2 separate regions of the Sus scrofa genome follow, and region 1 is linked to region 2. The links are chromatin contacts, called in public HiChIP or PLAC-seq maps. All regions are on one chromosome and are shown on one strand. Each heading gives the region's core, a stretch centred on a gene start, on an enhancer-like site or on the middle of the called end of the contact. The rest is flanking DNA. Distances are from core to core; before and after follow the strand shown.

Region 1 (2,913 bases), core at 144-2,643, 150 kb after region 2:
GCTGGGCTTAATGGCACCCTGAATAATCTCAGAATGGTAATAATTAAAAAAATAAAAGAAATTATATATGAGCAACCAGTGCTGTGTACCAATTACCCCCTGATATTCCCTCCTCCCTGAAAGAGACCTTTGCTTCTCAGGGTGGCCATATCCTGCTGAGAATATCTGAAGCAGCCCCAGGAGGTGGGCTCTGATTAGCTTAAGCTATTCCGGGTGACCTTTTTCCTCTTACTAATGGTTAAGTTATGTATTGATAGGCGACATCATTTTGGACAATGAGCCAAAGGCGACATCATTTTGGACAAAGGATGCCAAGGGGTCTAGGGGAAGAAGTTCCTTCTTCCTAAAGAGAGACTTGAGGAACTGAAGAGCTTTTTTTCTGCCTCTAGATGTTTTGTGAAGATGTGAAGGCTGGAGTGAAATGCAAACATGAGGGGAGGTACCTCAAGGCCAACATGCTGGGCTTGGCATGATGAAGAGAGGAGGAAAATCCATGCTATTTAAGAGGCTATAGAGCTGCTAAGTTAGCCGAAGCTACTGTTCTTCCAGACTCCTTTTTTTTTTTTTTTTTTTTTTTTAAATGTGAGATGATAACTTTCCTTATGGTTTAGCTACTTTAAATTTTTTTTTTCTGCCTCTGCAGCATATGGAAGTTCCTGGGCCAGGAATCGAATCCAAGCCATAGCTGCGACCTATACCATAGCTGTGGCAATGCAGGATCCTTAACACACTGTGCCAGGCTGGGGATCAAACTCGTGCCTCTGTGGTGACCCAAGCTGCTGCAGTGACAATATCAGATCCTTAACCCACTGAGCCACCAGGGAACTCCTGGAGTTGGATTTTCTGCTCCTTTCCTCCCAGGGCATTCTAATGGATTCTCCTGTATGATGAGACCAATAAATGGATCAATGTTTTGTGTGTGTGTGAATAAACCTCTGAGTGATAGAAATAACTCTCCGACTTCATTTTCTCCCACTTCCTCCCAGTTTGCTGCTATTCTTCCACCAGGGCAAGAACACTCCCGCCTCAGGGCCCTCATGCTTGTGCTGTTCCCTCTGCCTGGAATGCTTTCCTCCCAAAGAGTCATTCAGTTTCATCCATCCCTTTATTCCGTCTCTACTCAATCATCACCTCATCACAAAGGCTTCTCCAACCACCCCATCTGAACTATAGCTCAGGGCCCTGCCCGGCCCCGCCATCTCCTCGCTCCGTTTTATTCTTTTTCATAGAGCACATCCTGTCTCTTGCTTCTTGACTGTCTCCTTAACCAGTGTGGAAGGCCCCGAGAGCCAGGGCTTTGCTAGATCCAGCTCCCTGCTCACACAGTGCCTGGTACGTGGCGGCCGCTCAATATATATGCGATGGCTGAGTAGGGAAGTTTGTTCAAAGTTCCCCTTCTGTGACTACTTCCATTGCGCCAGAGGCTCATATACTGCGGCGCTGAAGAATGCAGGATGTGGAGTCCAACACACCAGACGCTGAACCGTGGCTCTGCCACTTGCTGCGTAAACTTGGCCAAGGCGCTGAGCCCATTTCTTCCTTGATAAAATGTGAGTGCTGTTTTTTTTTTTTAAGAAGGGAGCTCATGGACTTGATGTCAGAGAGAAAGAAGATCATGAACATGACATCAAGGGCGTCACGTCGGGGGAGCCGGGACGTGGGAGGGGATCATTGTGCCATGGTTAGAGCCAGTAGCTCTGTACCCAGCAGCCGAGGTCCTCCCTTTGCCCAGGTGAGAGCTTTGAAATGAGACTTGAAATATTTCATCAGGCAAAATGTGGGAGAAATGTGAAAAAGGTACAACTAAATAAACATCTCGAAACTGCTGTCCGCCCGGTCCGTGGTAAGAAGACGAGAACATTCTTCCTGCACAGATGTTATTAGAGATGCTGTTTGCCAGAGTGGAGGATCTGGAGCCATCTGCCACCGCAAATCCTCCTGCGCTCCTTTGAAGAGAAGCCTGTTTCCTCCTCCTTCCCTCCGAAGGTTGACCAGTATAAACGCTGCTAATGGCAAATACAGGGAAAGAATAATCCCACTCAGCTATTTTTAGTTTCCCCTTGAAGTCTTACATTTCACATTTTAAGTTTGTTTTCAAAGTTCTCTTCCAACCCAAATAAACCCAGGCTCGAAATGAAAGGACTTGGGTTATTACATTCTGATTCTCCCAGGGGGAGGCAAGGAGGCCGGCCTCCCGAGGAATTCTCAGCGAGTGCATCGGCCGGGCGAGGACCGGACTGGTGGCCACGGCAGCCACTGCCCACGCCATCGCCACCAGCCGCTGCTCCTTGACACTCAGACTTGGCGAGGCGGCCAACTTCCCCCGACCTTTCAAGATAACCCATGCAAATAGAATCTTTCAGGATTTTCCATTCAGATCTTATGAAAACCTTTCTGTTCGCGTTGCTCCGTTGCTTGCTGATTCAAGGAAACGTGCCTTTTCATGTAGGCATTCGTTCAGCAAAGAGTTATGAGGTGCCTACCGCGTGCCCAGGACTATGCAGGAGAGTCCCTGCTCTCAGGGCACTTATTTTCTTTTTTTATCTTTTTAGGGCCACACCTGCGGCATATGGAAGCTCCCAGGCTAGGGGTCTAATCAGAGCTACAGCCGCCAGCCACAGCCAAGCCAGATCCTTAACCCACTGATCAAGGCCAGGGATCAAACCCACGTCCTCACGGTTTACTGGTTGGGTTCGTTACCTCTGAGCCACATCGGGAACTCCAGAGCACTTCTTTTTCATTAAGGGAACTGGCAAAGCACTAATACCAAAAAATGAGTGAATTTATAAATCATTACAGAATTGAATGGATTTCCTGTTATACTGTAATTATAATGAATCAAATAACTTACTTATTAAGACATGACAATATAGGGAGAGGACTTTTTACATGCTGGGTACCATCCTAAGCTCT
Region 2 (3,006 bases), core at 341-2,840:
AGGAGGAAACATTTCTTCCTCTTCTTTACACTCAGAAGAAGAAAATTCTCATACTCCTGGTTATCTTTAGTTTTGAATAAACTAGCTCTTTAACATTAAACTTTTCTAAATAAGACTGCTGATCAAAGCTTAGGGTAAAGAAAGAATGGACAGAAGTGTTTTATCTTGATTTCTTAGTCTTTTGTTGCAATCACAATGGATAAACACATGGGCCGGCTACCGGCTGGCTGGGCAGGATATGATAGAACACTCCAGAGACCCGAGTTCTAGTCCTAAGTCACAACCTTAAAGCTGTCACGACCACCTCCCCCTCTTTCTCCGTCTGCTTAACGCAGATGGTTCAATTATACGGTGACCTGCAGAGTGCCAGTGTTGAATCTACATTTATGGACACACATACTCAAAAGAGTATTTCAAGATTATGTTCATCAAGACATTAAATGATATTTGGATATGTGGCTGATAATTCAGGTTTCTGTGTAGTCGTTTACTCATTCAACAAATATTTACTGAGTGCCAGTGTCCTGGGTAACATTTTAACAACACATACTCCAGAAAAGCAGTTCTCAAACCCTGACAACACTGTCTTCACTGGCCAACAGCTGAAAGAGAAAGAGAAAAACAACTTAAGGAGCTCTACACAAAGTACATCAATCTACAGGAATTAATTTCAATTTTGAATGAAGACTGTCCTTTATTTGAGGTCCTTTCTACTTTTTGTGCCAACATACCTTTCTTATAAAAGGGAAGTGTGGCTGGCAAGAGCAGAGTTTTGGTGGTTGTTTTTTTTTTAATGTCCTAATTTGGCAAAATCAAAGTCCCCCATCAGACTTCAACGTGATTGTTACTTTTCCTTTTTTTGGCTGCACCTGCGGCATGCCCAAGTTCCCTGAGCCAGGGATCAAACCCGTGCCACAAATACCAGATCCTTAATCCCTAGGCCACCAGGGAACTATTTATTATTATTATTATTTTAGAAATTTGCCTAGGCTGTGACATCTTTAAGTATGGGGGAACTCCACTTTTCTATAAATAATCTTTCCCCAAAAGACCAATCCTAAACTCAGTCTCTGGATTAGAAACATGATTTGGGTACATCCCTCTTATTTTCCCTGTGAGGTAACAGCATATACTAGAAATTCCGGTGTGAGAGGGACGGTTTGGTTTCAACTTTTATCTCTGAAACGCTCAACCATGTGGGCTAAGGCAGTCGTCATCAGCTCCCAACACAAGACACAGTGGGGAAATCCTAGGAGAAAGAGCTTCAGTGCTGCCCAGGAAGGTGAACAGGATGGAGGCCTGAAGATGCAGGAAGGATGTCCTAGGCTAGGGAGTCTTGCGGCGCCGTCAGATGGGGACGAAGACCCTCCCAGGCAGAACTGAAGGACTGCTTCCTCCAGGGAAGCTTCTGGGACAGATTCTCGTAGTCATGACCTGTGCCCAACTGCCCTAGCACTAGACTACCTGGGTCACGACAGCTTCACTATTCTCCCGAATCTTAGAAAAATCATGAGCCATTCCTTTAAAGGCAGATCCCTGGGGCAGAAACCCTGTGGGCCTGGCTCACTGCTGCCCCCCAGTGTCTACAAGGGGTTTCTGGCACAGGGTCAGTTAGGCCCTCAAGAAACAGCTGGTGAATAAAGAGACACCACATAATCAATACAGTGTAGTGAGTGTGTGAATCTCTGGCCACAGTCACCAACATAACTTGATATTAAATTAATGCGAATGCTCATCAAGACTTCTCCATGGCTCTCTGTGGCTGTCATCTAATTACCGTCTTCTGCAATGTTAAGAGTATAATAAAAAATGAATCATATACAATCATACCATAAAGTTGACTAGCACAAGCAAAACTGTATCATTTGGATTTATAACCACTCTCCTTACAGGCCCACAACAAAAATGCAGGCATGCCAGGGAAATCTCTCCGAGCAAATGCCCTCAACTCTTGACTCAGGCAAAACACTTCCTTAAACTATAAATCAATAACCACATTACTTAAAACCAATCTGCTAAACAAAAATCAAAAATCTTTAGAGTGCCTGTAATAATAAAGACTTTAATAATAACAGAACTAACCCCAAACAGACATGCTAACCTATTACGACTGTTAACGACCAACCACCATGCCAGTCGAGAAGAGTGTGTGTGCACACAGGCTTCCCAGAACCTTCGCGTTCTGTGTGTGCAGCAGCGTGGGGGCACACAGTCGCCAGCAGCTCGGCGATGGCAGAGCTGATAAAGTAGATTGTCCTGACAAAGAACTGGGGGTGGGGGGCAAGGGCGATATAAGCCAACACCTCCCGTCTCAACTGCTTTTAGCTTGCAGAAAAGTGAGCATTCGGAACACACTGAGCTCGTTAAAAGGGACTCAGCCAGAGTGTTTTTCAAGGTCTAAAAAAAATGTTCTTAACCTTTACTCAGGTTAATGACAGCACTTAACCATCAGCCATAGACACCTAAGGTACCCAAAGCAAGAAGTTATTCTGCAGAACCTTATATTTGAAGAGAAGAACTAGGGTTTAATTTACATTGTGATCACTTAAGTAGATACTTTTCAATTTACCACAACATAAGCTTGGAAAAGAATGGGAACCACACTGCAATAACTACATGAAATCTAAGTCTGATGGCCTTTAGTCCACTTCTATTTTTTTAAAAACATTTTCATTTGTGAGTAAAGTCACCATGAATTGTCATACCTACAGACCTGGAAATTAGCAACCGCTACCCATGACACAATGCTTAGTGAAAAGCACCAACAAAACAGAGTAAACAGCATCCTGCTGACAACAGCTGCAACTTGGAAATCCTGTTCTTTGTGTCAGGCGGCACTCAAACCGTTACCATTCGAGGCTACACATCTCTGCTTCAACTGAACGGGTTATCTTATATGGCTGGGTATGAAATATTTATAACCAGAGTATGGAGCAGTAAGGTATTCAAGGTCCTTACAATCTGTCAAAAACACACAAATTCTATTTATTCTATCTGCAGTATATG

The links. HiChIP or PLAC-seq counts read pairs in DNA pulled down with a chosen protein or histone mark.
Region 1: a contact with region 2 is called in an H3K27ac HiChIP or PLAC-seq map of alveolar macrophages. The contact joins two enhancer-like sites. A contact is called at or near these places in 2 of 47 Hi-C or Micro-C datasets (alveolar macrophages and embryonic fibroblasts) and 1 of 2 datasets of contacts at active chromatin or transcription factors (alveolar macrophages).

The regions. Positions count from the first base shown.
Region 1 is chr17:54,775,533-54,778,445 of Sscrofa11.1, forward strand. No RefSeq gene overlaps it. Among named protein-coding and RNA genes, the nearest start is that of ZNF217, 150 kb to the left of the region's middle. Within about 2 kb of position 1,394, at least 1 of the 83 cell types and tissues checked has an H3K27ac peak or open chromatin away from gene starts, as enhancers often do. A contact at or near this core is called in alveolar macrophages, where this site is marked.
Region 2 is chr17:54,621,876-54,624,881 of Sscrofa11.1, forward strand. All of the region lies in intron 1 of ZNF217 (zinc finger protein 217), which reads right to left. Among named protein-coding and RNA genes, the nearest start is that of ZNF217, 8.4 kb to the right of the region's middle. Within about 2 kb of position 1,591, at least 23 of the 83 cell types and tissues checked have an H3K27ac peak or open chromatin away from gene starts, as enhancers often do. A contact at or near this core is called in alveolar macrophages, where this site is marked.